3 separate regions of the Sus scrofa genome follow, and regions 2 and 3 are each linked to region 1. The links are chromatin contacts, called in public Hi-C and HiChIP or PLAC-seq maps. All regions are on one chromosome and are shown on one strand. The core of a region is the stretch at or near the end of the contact, and the rest is flanking DNA. Distances in the headings are between cores, read along the strand shown.

Region 1 (4,669 bases), core at 1,600-4,099:
GGGGATGCTAGTCAGGTTTGTTAAACTGAGCCACAACGGGAACTCCAGGAAAGGCTTTTAAAAGGCCAAAGTCTCAGAGTCCCTAATAGCCTGGTGGGTTAAGGATCTGGTGGTGTTACTGCTGTGGCATGGGTTTGAACCCTGGCCTGGGAACTTCCTCATGTCACAAATGCAGCCAAAAAAATAAATAAATGAAAAATAAAATAAAAGGCCCATATCTGAGAGTTCCCATGTGGCTCAGTGAGTTAAGAACCTGAATAGTGAAGTTCCCATCATGGCTCAGCTGAAATGAATCTGACTATCATTCATGAGGTTGAAAGTTCGATCCCTGGCCTTAATCATCTGATTAAGGACCCGGCGTTGCTCTGAGCTTTGGTGTAGTTCAGAGACAGGGCTCAGATCTGGCCTTGCTGTGGCTGTTGTGTAGGTCAGCGGCTATAGCTGATTTGACCCCTAATCCAGGAACCTCCATATACTGCAGGTGCGGCCCTAAAAAGACAAAAAAAAAAAAAGAAAGAAAGAAAAAAAAAGGAATAAAAAGCATTCAAATTGGAACGGAAGAAGTAAAATTATTTCAATTTACACATAACATGATCTTATATATATATATAAAATCCTGAAGAATACACACACACACCACTAATAAATTAAACAAAGTTGCAAAATACAAGTTCAACATACTAAAGTCAATTGCATTCTTTTTTTTTTCTTTTTCTCATGGCATATGGAATTTCCCAGGCTAAGGGTCCAATCAGAGCTGCAGCTGCAGGTCTATGCCACAGTCATAGCAACAGGGGATCCGAGCTGCCTCTTCGAACTACACCACAGCCCATGGTAATGCAGGATCTTTAACCCACTGAACAAGGTCAGGAATGGAACACCCATGGATACTAATTGGGTTTGTTTCCACTGTGCCACAATGGGATCTCCTCAGTTTCATTTTTATAAACTATAAGCAATCCAAAAAGTGAAGTAAAGGTGTTCTCTTCTGGTACAGTGGGTTAATGATCTAGTGTTATGACTGTGGAGGCTCAGGTTACTGCTGTGGTGAAAGTTCACTCACTGGCTTAGGAACTTCCATAGGCTGTGAGTGCAGCCAGGAAACAAAACAAAACAAAACATACCCAAAACAAAAAATGAACTTGGGGAGTTCTCGTTGTGGCACAGTAGAAACGAATCCTACTAGGACCATGAGGTTTCATGTTCTATCCCTGGCCTCGCTCAGTGGGTTAAGGATCTGGTATTGCCGTGAGTTGTGGTGTAGGTTGCAGACGCGGCTTGGATCTGGGTTGCTGTGGCTCTGGCGTAGGCTGGCAGCAACAGCTCTGACTAGACCCCTAGCCTGGGAACTTCCATATGCCACAGGTGTGGCCCTAAAAGGACAAAAAGACCCCCCAAAAAAAGTTTCATTTACAGTAACATCCAAGAACAAAACAAGGATTTCCCATTGTGGTGCAGCATAAACGAATCCAACGATGATGTAGGTTCAGATCTCTGGCCTTGCTCAGTAGTTTGAGAATCCAGTGTTGTCATGAGCTGGTGTAGGTCCTGGATATGGCTTGGATCGTGCATTGCTGTGACTGTAGAGTAGGCTGGTAGCTGCAGCTGTGATTTGACCCCTCGCTAGGGAACTTCCATATGCTGTGGCTGCGGCCCTTAAAAAAAAAACAAAAAAAAAACAGCAAACAATACAAACAAAAACAAACAGTTGAGGAATTAAATGTACTTAAGGAGATGCAAGAGTTGAACTCAGGGAATTCCCATCCTTGCTCAGCAGTATCAAACCTGACTATGATCCATGAGGATTCAGGTTTGATCCGTGGCCTCACTCAGTGGGTTAATTATCCAGCATTGCATTGAGCTGTGGTGTAGGTTGCAGACTCGGTTTGGATCCCCTATTGCTGTGGCTGTGCCATAGGCTGTCAAATATAGGTCAAATTTGACCCCTAGCCTGGGAACTTCCATATGCCTCTGGTGCAGCCCTAAAAAGAGGGAAAAAAAGAGAAAAAAAAAAAAAAAAGAATGGAATTCCAAAATCTGCAATACATGCTGAAGGAAATTAAAGAAGACCTAAATAAATGGAAAGATATTCCATATTCATGGAATGGACACTTAATTTTGCTACTTGTGGGAATATAAACTGGTTTAGTCACTAAAAAAACAGGTTGGCAATTCCTCAGAAGGTTACGTAGAACATTACCATGTAACCCAGAATCCACTCCTAGGCATAAATCCTAGATAATTGAAAACAGGTGTACAAACAAAATGTGACCCTTCATAGCAACATTATTCACAACAGCCCCAAGGTGGAACCAACCCAAATGAACAAATGACAAATGGACAAATTGTGGTATTACCCATACAATGGAGCGAAGTACTGATGCGTGCTACAACATGAAACTTGGACATAATATCGTAAGTTATAAAAGCTAGATACACAAGGCCATATGTCAGTATGATTCTATTAATATGAAAAGTCTAAGATAGGCAAATCCATAGAGATAAATCCGATTAGTGGTTGCCTAGGGCTGCAGCGAGAAGGGATTAAGGAGTGACTGCTTCGTGGGTAGGGGTTTCTTTTAAGGTGGAGGGTGCATAATGTTATGACTCTGCTAAAAGACATTGAACTATACAATATAAAACACTTAAACGAGTGAATTATATGTGAAATCAATTTCATCTCAGTTTTTTTAAAAAGTTAGGATGTCAGGCTTATATGCATTTTTCAAAGATCTTGAATTATTTTTTTAAAAAAGACAAAAAAACACAAAATGGCGACAGGGTCATCGGATCACGTGACTGGCGGTTCTTCCCACTCGCAAAGCCTTTTCCTTTGAGCCTGCGCAGGGACACAGGCTCATTGTTACGCGAAGCCAAGGTAACCCTTCTTAGGCGCGCTCTAATTCTACCGGCGTAGCGAAAGCCGTGAGCGTATTGAAGTCGAGCTGGGGAACGCGCACGTAGAACGTACGCCCGTAAGTGCCGCTCCTCGGCGAGTTGGGTGGGGGAGAGGCGTGGAGGAAGACGGGGAAGTTGGCGCATGCGCCCAAAACTGACGGGTTTGAAATGGCTTCGGTCTTATCCGGGACTGGATTCAGGTGAAGCTCTGGTCGTCGCGACTGGAGCGGCGGGCGGCCCAACTGGGGTTTTAAAGCCCTAGCGGATCCGCGGAAGGGCCGAGCGCGACGGCTTTGGTAGCACGGCGTCCATAGGCCAGCGACGGTGGGGCTCTCGTGGGACTGGGACGGGAGGGGACACGGTCCCTTTTGTGCGGGTCGGAGCAGGCCCCGCGCGGCCGGCCCCTCCCCCACTGCCTCGCTTTTTTCCGGTGGCCCCTCAGGTGCCCCCGGCGAGCCTCAGCCTTGGCATGGAGGGCTTGAAGGGGCTGCTGACTGCAGTCTCTCGTTCCCAAGCTGCTGCGGCTTTAGCCTCCCGGCTTCAGGTCCGGGGCGCAGGGGCCGCTCGTGGTAGCACGGATTTGTGGGATGGAGGCCTTTTCCGCGTCTCCTTTCCTCGGGGGATGTTAAGGGGCTCAGAGCTCTCGCTATTCCCCTGTTGGCGTTTTGCTTCGTCTCGCGGGACGGAGGATTCCGCCTCCACTGGTCTGCGGCCCGTGAGGAGCTAGCGCTGGAGAAAGATGGATAGCAGTGCCCCGGCCTCTCGGAGGCGGAGGGGGGGATGGGGGCGCGGCCTGGGATCTTCGCCACTTCTGGCTTGATGGGAGGGGGAGGGGTCTTCGTTTTAGTGCTTTAAGGAGGCGTCCGTTATTTCAACTGTCTTTCCCATCGAGGGAAGGGAGGGTAAAGGGGCCCCCAGACCCTTCCCTAGTCTTGAAAGTAAGGAGACGTCCGTTATTTAAATGATATTCTTGAATACCTTTGTTCTGTGTCTCCGTCCCAATTTCCGTTATTGGTTTTGCCACTTTCAGTCCCCAGCTCTTGGCCAAAAGACACATGCAGGCTGTATTTCCTTGCGTAAAGCGGTGTTACTTCTTATTGCTAAGAATTGGGTAGATAGCAGCAGATGATCTTCTGTTTAAATGTGACAGTTTGTAGTCGCCGAAGGAAGTGCCTTTCTTGTAAGTTAGCTCCTCATGTCATCTATCAGATGCTTTTGGTCAACTTCTTGATGTAAAATGTTTTTACTGCGTATCGGACGTTTCATATGCCTCTTGCTATTTATATTTGGTCTAGGAAGATGTCCTTGAAAATTTAAACGTTTCCTTAATGCTTTTGTTGTATTTATAGTTTGGTTGAACTTTGAACTGTGTGGCTCCTTTCTTAATAGATCGCTGTTGTAGAAGACAAACAAGCGAAGGTTGCCCCCCTCTTTTATCATGGCTCAGTTTGGAGGACAGAAGAATCCGCCATGGGCTACTCAGTTTACAGCCACTGCAGTATCTCAGCCAGGTCAGGCTTCTGTATACACGTACTGTAAATGTGGGATTGGGGGACATGTTATAACTATATGAATTAGGCTCTGCGTAATGTTGTAAACAGTTCACAAATGCCTTACCTTTTTTAAAATTACTTAATGATTTTTATTTTTTTCCGTCACAGCTGCTTTACAGTGTTCTGTCAGTTTTCTACTGTATACCAGGGTGACCCAGTTGCACATACACATAAACATTCCTTTTTCTCACATTATCATGCTCCATCGTAGGTGACTA
Region 2 (4,669 bases), core at 547-3,046, 430 kb before region 1:
ATCTAATCCTTCTTTTTTTAGATTGTTTTCCCTCAAAGTAGTCCAGGAAAGGGGGGAGGGGCATTAGTCTCAACAATCAAAACTATTCCATTAATGAAATCTACAACATACTAAGGAGGGAAAAAAGGCATCGCGTCCATTAGACCGAGGATGCAAATGAAAGTAACCTGGAAGTTTGCTAATTTTGTTCTAAGAATACATCCTACGCCCCACCGAAGGCCCGAGCGGCTTCTTGGGGGAAAAGGCTGTATCTCCGGAGCGCAGTCATTGAGAGTCCCATTCCCGCGAGGCTGCGCCCTAACTGGCCATCTGGAAGGACTCGGGCTGGAAGCCGAAGAGCCTTTGGCCGTACGGCTCGCTCTCGCCTGGCAGCTTCGCGCCCGCGAACGGAAGGTAGTGGTCTCGACCGAAGTGCTCACAATGGAGATTGACCCAGTCCCGCTCCGAGCCGAATCGCTCGGCCTCAGCCAGGATGCGGGTCAGAGCCATGATGTAGCTCAGCGCCATCTGCAGGGTCTCGTACTTGGACAGCTTTTTATCCTGGCCCCACTGGGGTACCACCCTGCGCAGGCGGTCGAAGGCCGTGTTGAGACCCTGCATGCGGCGGCGCTCGCGCGCGTTGGCCGCTAGGCGCCTGCGCGCCGCACTCTCCAGCCGCCCAGCCCCTGCGCACGTGCCCGCGCATTCGGCTGCGCCACCCGTGCACGGGGGCGCGGCACGCGCTCCCGCCGCCGCCGGGGGATTGCAGGGTTTGCACGACTTCATTCCCCGCCGGAAGGAGGGAGGCGCAGATCTCACTTGTCAGCTCAGGACCTGCGTGTGGGTTGGTGTATGCAGTCGCTCCGCAACTTGGTTCCTCTTAACAAATAAGTCATGCAAAAAGCAGCCCGCGTGGAATCTAAGTCTGCAGTGGGGAGTGCGGGGCTCCGCCCTTTGTCCTACTGGATAGCCAGACTGATGTCTTCACTTGCCAAAATTTAGGGGAAATTGGGATGCTGAAGAGAAGTCATTTTCCCAACATGAAACTGATGTGAGAAGGGAACCTTCTTGCAGCAGAATTGGTGTGGCTGATTCGCGGAAGGTCTCTCAAGTCCTCCGGGAAAGCCCAAGACTTCTTTTCCGGAAGACGAAATCTTTCCCGAAGCTTAGATAGGAAAGGAGCGCCTCTTCCGCAGTAGTTGTCGGAAAAGTGCCGGGTGAATCTTTGAAGGAGAATTTATAGCAGAAGGCTGAAGGAGGGAACAGGTGGTGGCAGGTGGGCGGGCGTCCCTCGGCTTCCATCTCAGCACCTTCCTACCCTGGGAACTGCAGGGGGGGAAAGGGGGACGACGCACAGCAAAATCCTGACATTACAGCCTTCGTCTGTTGGAAGTTTCTCCAAAGCTATGTCCTACACTAACACACCATCTGGAGTGGTCTGGCTGTCCCCAAGAGAATAACAAGGTGGGGGTGGGGAAGGGCTTGGTCTTTCTTTTCCCATATCAGCAGGCAGCATACATATCAAAAACTGAACCAAAGTTTTAAAATTATTAGAAATCACTTGTGTCAATATGTTGGTTTTAGATTAAGATATGTAGAAGCTTAGTGGTACAAGATTCGCTTTTCAAGATGTGACAATTTTGCATAAGGCCGACTGAATACATGCATTTGATTTTAGCTATTAAGTTGGGACAAATTAGCAGATCCTAGTATTATTTCAGACCTAAGATTTTACTGTGCAAATAATTTGGCTGTTTTCTGCAGAATATTATAGCATATCAAAAGATATTAATGTACTCACAAATGTAGAAAGCAAACTTACAGTTACCAAAGGGGTGGGGAGGGGGCCAAATTAGGAGTTTGGGGTTAACATATATGCACTACTATATATAAAATAGATGGACAAGAACCTACTATATAGCACAGGGAACTATATTCAATATCTTGTAATAACCTATAATGGAAAAGAATCTGAAAAAAATATAAATGTAAGTATGCATAACTGAATCACTCTGCTATACAACTGAAACTAATACAACTTTTTAAATTAACTATACTTCAATTAAAATGGTTAAAATAAAAAAGATATTAATGTTATGTAAAAATGTATATTATACAATATATTAGATTGCATGAGTTTGTATACTTCGGTAGATTCAGAATCTATGCCCCATTTCTCCGGACGCATATTTATAAATGTTTTCAGGACACAGATTGAGATGATAATCAATTATTTAATTTGACTTTTACATCTAATAAAACTAATTATAATGCAAATATATGTGTGAAAGTGAAGCATCTAAGTGATTTGTGAGGTTTTAAAAAATAATTCCTAATGGAAGATTTTTTTTTCCCCACCTCATAAAGCTATAAATATTTCATACTACTTGGAACTTGTGTCAACTGTCCTTAGGAATAATACTGAAGCATGATTTCCACTATTGATAGTGAAATGATTTATATATAGATAAGCCATTAAGTTGATTCTCTTATCTCAGCCTCTTTCTACTTCTTTAGAAGAGTAAAGTAGCAAGGAAACCAGCTCAAATAGATTCAAGCCAGAATCATTTCTGAATTCTTTGGGAAGACCAAGTATGTTCTTTCCCCTCTTGAAATATGGATTATGTTGGCATTATTCCCAAATATTTTTGTATAATTAAATTATCAACAAGCTCCCACAAATCAGTTTTTTAATAATCAATGAATTTTATTAAATTTATAACTGTACAACCATCATCACAACCCAAATTTAGAACATTTCCATCCCAAACCCCTAGTCCACCCCTCCGTCCCCAACACCTGTCCCCTTTGGTAATCATAAATTTTCTAGTCTGTGATTCTTTTTCTCTTCTGCAAATAAGTTCATTTGTATTCTTTTTTAAGATTCCTTTTAACTGTGTCTTGCTTCCCTTGCCATTGCTTTAGACCAAAACCCTATTGTGACTGCCCTGACTCCAAGTCCTGTCTTCCCATAAATAGTTGATTAATCCCCAGCTGAAGCAATGACAATGAAATGAAGTTGAGTAACATGAAGACAATAGAATGCAATTGAACATTAATGATCTCCAGCATGACAGATGTTGAACACAGAATTTTGCATGGAGCCACTCAGCTCTATTACTCTGATTCTTAACAGTCTTGGTCAGGAACAGCAGTCCTGTGACAGGAGGATGTTTGATGACTATGTTTAGTCATCAGAATGTCAAATACTTTTTTTTGAGTTTTCATGGAAATCGGGTCTACCAATGCTATTATTTCTCCTGTTCATTTATCTTTTCCCTTTCCCCCAACAAGCCTTTTCTGTGCTACTCTTTGGAATGTTTCCCTACAAAACATACTGTTCTGGACACTTTTGACCAAAGTGCTAATGAGATGCAGGATTTTGCAGGCCGTGTATTCACAGTTGGTGAGATTATAGCCTGTGCACCAAGAGAACAGCAAACACAACTTGAAGAGAAAAAGGAAACCCAGCAGTATGCACACAGCGTGGTTATATTAGAACATACGCTAGCAGCTATCTGTGACATGAAATTGATCCAAGGATAGAAAGTATTTCTGCAGTAAAAAGGCCTTAGAAGGTATTTAGTAATTCACTTCCCAGATGCATTCTGAAGGATAATTTATTAGTACTACAAAGGTGCTTCTGGGAGAAGATTATTCTACTGTCCAGTATATTTGGGAAACACATTTGTTTTCTTCTGTTTAGAGAGTCATGAAGCAAAATTGGTAAGGTTTCTGAGAAGTCTTGGCATAAAGAAACCATCTGACTCCAGAGTTTCCTAGACCTCCTTGAACATAGAACCTTTTATTTTTCCCCAGAAAAGCCTATTAACAAAGTTTCTTGAAATATCCACTTCTAAACCTGCTCTAATACCTTCCATTAATTTTGCAGAGGATGAGACTGAGATCCAGAGACTAAACATTATGTTCAAAGGTGCTGAGCAATTTAATGACTGAATTAAGAAGTCAAATCTCCTGTATCATCTAATTTTAGAGGTTTTAAAATTGAGGTCACTTAATACAACTTACAAAATGGGGCCCTGAGATCCACCAATCACTAGTGAAATTTTTGGAAATAAAATTAGAAAGGATAAAGGATAATGTGATTTATTTTATCACCCTGGTGCCTAGCACAGTACCTAGAAAATAACAGATAATAAACAACCCAGGCTAAGGGGCTGCAAAAATGTTATATAAATGATAGATACAGATGAGAATGAATGCATTCCTAGTGGATAACCCATATGAATAATTTATATTTCTTTACTTTTTAAAAAGCACACACTGAATCCATATTTTGAATGCAGAATTGATTCTTTCTTATCAGAAAACATATTTATAGCCATTTGAGCCAAAAGAACATACATGTCAGACTAATTTCCACCATATTTCTATACTGAGAACATGAACCTACCAGATGAACTGGCAGTTACTGTATGTCTAGGGTTGGCCAGAAATCAAAACTGGCAGATAGAATCATGAGAGAGGGGAAAATAGAAACATCTTACACCTGTAGTAGAAAACCAGGAGAAACATTAGAGATAAAAGATCAATGGCTGGAAATTATTACATAGGACAGATAGAATAGGTAAAAGGGTAAACATTCTTTTATTATCCAAAACCATTTTTAATTTTTTAAATAAATACTGTCCAAAGACACACAGTTAGGAGTTCCCTCTGTGGAATGGTG
Region 3 (4,669 bases), core at 1,466-3,965, 340 kb before region 1:
TTTTTTCAGGGTTATAAAGTGTCAGTGAATTGAGCACCTAACTTGAGCAAGCTCTCAATAATTGTGAGCTACTGTTATTACATCATCCTGTTTTATTTTTCTATTTCCTGTAATGAACACACTGTCCTTTCCCCCCCTTTCTCTGAGGGTTATCTTGAGGGCGTAGGCTCAAGAAAGGCAGTTAGGGCACTATGACCTAGTCCCACACTTGTCTTAAACAGGTTTGAGGATGAATGAAAGCCAAGAAATGCAAGTTTCCACAATAAGATAGTAATTGGACTCCTGTCTCCACCCTTCACACTGCAGACCTCAGGGAAGAAAAAATTATTCAAGCTTCTCCACTGCTAATCCTCTAGGTCTCCTTCACCCCACCTCGACGCCCTTTTCAGGGTCTACAGCCCAAAGTCTTTGCACTCTGAAGTTCTACAAGCTAGTTTTGTCAACATTCCCAACCTAGGGGTACTTGTGTACACTTAAACTCATTTCCTCCTCTCCTTTGCATTTGATGTGCGTTCCTATACGTCCGCACTTTAACTTGCGCTGATCTCAGTACTAGGACCGACCTCTAATCTTCTTACAGAAATTCAGCTCGCCTTTTTTTTTTTTTTTCCCCTTCAAGAGGAGTCCCTAGGAACCTTGGCGGTATGACAGCACAACCAAAAATTATTTACTAGGTGTCATTTGTACAAGCAATTTTCAAGGATGCAAAGTACTATTTAGAAAACAACTGGAAGTCTCCCGCCGCGAGCGGCTGATGCTCACTGAGATTACAAAGTGGGAGAGATAAAGGCGAGAGGTAACGCCAAGGCGAAAGGAGGAAGCGATTTGCAAGGCAACCCACCTCCCCACTCCACCCCCAAATAAGCCCCACTGTGGGGCGGGTTGGGCGGCTGGGCTGGCAGCGCCAAGGCCGGGGGAAGGAGCTCCAGCCTGAGAACCCAAATAGGGGCCTGGTGGACATTACTGTATCTTCCCAGCCGGAAAACACTACTATTTTTACTGCATAACGCAAACATGGTGGACAAGAAAAGCCCTCCCCGCATTTGGCTGCCGAACCACGTGGCTCCCTTTCCACGCAGGTGACGCGGGGTGAGGGCGGAGCCTTACAGAATTTGCTCTCGCTGGGAAAAAGCGGACTTCTCCAAAACTCGACTCCAGGATTCTTGCAACACAAACAGGAAGGAATACTTTCGCCACTTCACATCTCCCCGCGAAAGCAGAAAGGTGGCTTTGAGAATTTGAAGGTTTTAGGGTAAGCAAGAAAAGCGGAGTTACTGACCCTCCACCTTCCCCCGACCCCAACAACCAGGCCTTCCACCAACGCGCAAGCGCACTTCTTGCCTTCCGCGCCAAGGCGGGACCGACTCTCTTGCCTCGCGAGAGCGGGGCCGGTGGGTCTTCCTCGCTCTCGCTCCACCCCCTCCTTCTCTCTCGCGCTCTCCCATCCCCCCAAGCCAGTCGCTCTGCTGCGCAGCTCCCTCAGCGGTTGCCACCGCCGGAGACGGTTGGAAGAACCGTTGTGGGAGCGCTACACGAGGCAGGCGACTTCTCCTTCTCCACGACCGGGCCCCGCAAGCAGCGGAGTCGGCGCTACTGTCGCTCGACAGGGTATCTGAAGTAAAAGGGGGTAGGTTGGGATGGTGGTTTCGAGAGTGGAGTCGGGAGAAGGACGAAAGAGAAACTGGGAGGGGGTGGGGCGGGGCGAAGTGTGGAGGTCGCCGCTCGGAGGTGGCCAGGCTGCGCCCCCCCGGGCGATCTCTCACTTCGGGGGCGGCCTGCCGGGCGGGGGGGGGACTTACTCAGGGGGGATTTAGTGGACGAAGCCGAGGCCCGAAGTGGGGCTCATCACGCATTTCCCGTCTTTTCCCTGCTGGTTTGGCTTCCGCCATTTTGGGTACGGTGGCGCGGCCACCTGGGCTTCCCGCCCTTCTCCTCTCTTTCTGCTTCTTGCCCCTTAGCTTCCGAAAACTGATTTAGGAGTCCGGGGAGGGGGGCGGTGGTTAGAGCGCCTCGGAAGGGATGTGGGTGGGGAAGGAAGCGAGCTGGGAAAGGCTGGGCACTTGGGTGGGGGGAGGCTCAGGGCCTTCGGGCGCGCTCCGGTTGGAAATGGCGCCGGATGGGCCTGGCCTCCCACCGCGGCCTCCCTTCCTCCGCAGTCTCAGCTGGGCTACCTGGGCTGGCGGGACTGCGAGTGACTTCTGACGCAGATTCCCAAGATGAGAGAGGCTGGAGCTGGGGGAGGAAAGCCAATGGCGACGAAGGCGCTCAACTCCCAAACCCGGGACAAAGGAGGCAGACGGCCTCCTTTGTAATTCCGCCGCCGGGTGGCGAAGGTTTTTAAGCCAAGCTTTGCTGCCGAACGGGAAGGGGGGGAAGGGGCGTACTCTCCCTAGCTCTCTGGTCTCTAGGGCAGCTAGATAAAACGAAAAGCCTCCGGGGAGGAATAAAGGACGCTTAGCCGGCCCTTATATTCCAGGTTTGGAGCTTCGAAAAGAGTACGTACTCATTTTCCAAAGGGTTTTTTCCACTTAAACCGTATTGGGAGACTTTATGGGTAATTGTAAGCAGAAAAGCGGGTGACTTACCGAATAGGAATGTGCAGTGGGGCTTATTTCAAGCAGGTGAACCAAGATACGACTTTCTGAACCTTTGGGCGGGGGCGGGATGGTTTAGCAATGGTTTTGTGTAGTTTGGCGAATACTGTGTTAGAATTTAAGTAGGTGGTTTACTTTTGGGAAACAGTTGTTAAAAAACAACCAGTGATGGAAAAAATGTGTGTATAGGAATTGCGTTATCGGCTTTCACCAATCTCCAAGATTTTTATTTTGTGCAAAGATTGTTTTGGCATTAAGGCTGTGGAAATAAAATACTTCAAAATACAGTTAGGGTTTATTTTCTTTCGGTAGCTAAGCGAATTTTCTATTTGGCTTAGGACTATAGTAACATTTTGGCGAAGAAAATAACCCTACTCAACAGAAAAACAAACTGCAAGCCCAGTCATGTGGTGCTGTGATTTTTTTTTTTTTTTTTTCGGTCCTTAGAACATTGGAGAACTGGGTCTGTAATTTTCACTGAAAACTGTGCAAAGTAAAGGACAGGCAAGGCATGAGACTTCCAATAATGCATATGAATCTTTACAAGTGTGTTTATTTTTTCATCTTTAAAAATGAAAAAGATCTTCATGATGTTGAAGATGTTCTGTGTTTCTATGCACTTGTAAAGACATATAGCCCAGTTTCTTATAAAGTCTTGTGTGGTGTAACAGCTTCCCTGATTGGATTACCCTAGAAACCTTTTTTCCTGCCCTTCATCTGCATCATGATTTGGAAATGCATCTAAATTGCTTTTTATATTTTAAACAACTGTGTAGTTTTGGTATTCTTACTTTGTTAAACAAGTGATTGAACTGCAGTGGGTGGTAACTTTGTTCTAGAAAAGAAATCCGTTTAGACACCTCACCTCCAAGTAGTAGTGTGTGAGTCTATTTTTATTTAAAATTGAGCAAGCACAATGAAAAGGGAATGATTTCCATTTTATTTAAGCATTTCATCACCACTTCTGACCAAAATTTTGAAGTTACCTCTCATTTTTTAATTTTCTGGCCAAACCTGTGCCACAGCTGTGACACCACAGGATCCTTCTTAACCTGCTGACCAAGGAACTTTTTTAGAAGCATGGTTTAGGGTTGTTTATTAATGTATCAAACCCTTTATGTTATAAAGGAATTTTATCTCATTTGGCTTCTAAGATGTTTTTTCTTAACAGCTTTGAGATACAGTTCACAGATCGTTAACTTCATCCATTTAAAATCATACAGTAGTGGTCTTCTGTGACTGGTTTCTTTCACTTAGCCTAATGTTTAGGAAATTACATTAAAAATTTCATACAGAACTGACAAACTGTGTATTTCAGCTGCTGGTGTTTTGATTGATGCTAACACTAGAAATTTTTAAAGCAGAATTGCTGTGACACTTGTAAAGAAAGGTTGAGAAGGATTATCCTGAATAATTGGTAAACACTTTTTTTAGGTAGTTTCTGAGACAACTTTATTAAGGTATCAGAACAGATTGGTGTTTTTTTTTTTTTTTTTTTTTTATGCCTTCAGGTTTTGTCTTGGTTTGGTTTTGTAAATAGAATTCCAGGTTCTAATTTTGAGTTTTGAAGAGTTAGTAGAGTGTGGGTTACTTTGTTGTGTACTCATTCACATGGGATGGAGAGTCATTCTGAAGTAGTTTGTCTTCCAAATCTGCTTAACCTTTCCCCAAATTAAAATTGTGTTAACAGTTTGGTGTGTTCTTTATAGACTGTATTGTTTTTATGCACTTTGGAATAGGCTGATCCAAAAATCAAAGCTAGTATAGTTTGCTTGCTAGTATTTCTTGGAAAGTGCTAAGATTTATAACTATAAGTCAGTTTCCATCTTTTTTGAATTCCTGAAGTGGTACCTTTACATTGAAAAATAAATAAATAAATGTTCTAAGTAACATAAAGCCCCCACATCCTAAGGTCTTTTCACAGCAGATTATTTCTTAGGTTGGTGGGGTTTTGTTTTAAAGGAAATTATAAAGATCGTTAAAATGTCTTTTTCCAAAGCCTACTTTCAATGCTATTCTAGAACTTTTTTTTGCTCTACTAATAAAGTATCTTAGTAAACATTTCCAAAGTCTTT

Evidence for each region. A called contact is a pair of places that touch in the nucleus more often than the background predicts. HiChIP or PLAC-seq counts read pairs in DNA pulled down with a chosen protein or histone mark.
Region 2: a Hi-C map of omental adipose tissue shows a contact between it and region 1, with 2.0 times the contacts expected there. The contact joins the promoter of ATOH7 here to the promoter of CCAR1 in region 1. A contact is called at or near these places in 4 of 47 Hi-C or Micro-C datasets (embryonic fibroblasts, heart right ventricle, liver and 1 more) and 1 of 2 datasets of contacts at active chromatin or transcription factors (alveolar macrophages).
Region 3: an H3K27ac HiChIP or PLAC-seq map of alveolar macrophages shows a contact between it and region 1. The contact joins the promoter of PBLD here to the promoter of CCAR1 in region 1. A contact is called at or near these places in 1 of 5 promoter capture datasets (liver), 1 of 47 Hi-C or Micro-C datasets (liver) and 2 of 2 datasets of contacts at active chromatin or transcription factors (alveolar macrophages and skeletal muscle).

Annotation. Positions count from the first base shown.
Region 1 is chr14:71,824,660-71,829,328 of Sscrofa11.1, forward strand. It overlaps CCAR1 (cell division cycle and apoptosis regulator protein 1), which reads left to right and starts at 2,850. Exons shown (of 25, transcript XM_021072498.1): 1 at 2,850-2,975; 2 at 4,288-4,409. The coding sequence starts at 4,337.
Region 2 is chr14:71,400,683-71,405,351 of Sscrofa11.1, forward strand. It overlaps ATOH7 (protein atonal homolog 7), which reads right to left and starts at 1,797. Exons shown (of 1, transcript XM_005671039.3): 1 at 1-1,797. The coding sequence starts at 765. The coding sequence ends at 298.
Region 3 is chr14:71,484,827-71,489,495 of Sscrofa11.1, forward strand. PBLD (phenazine biosynthesis-like domain-containing protein) reads right to left here and starts at 2,716. Exons shown (of 10, transcript XM_021073523.1): 1 at 2,586-2,716. HNRNPH3 (heterogeneous nuclear ribonucleoprotein H3 (2H9)) reads left to right here and starts at 1,469. Exons shown (of 10, transcript NM_001243555.1): 1 at 1,469-1,627.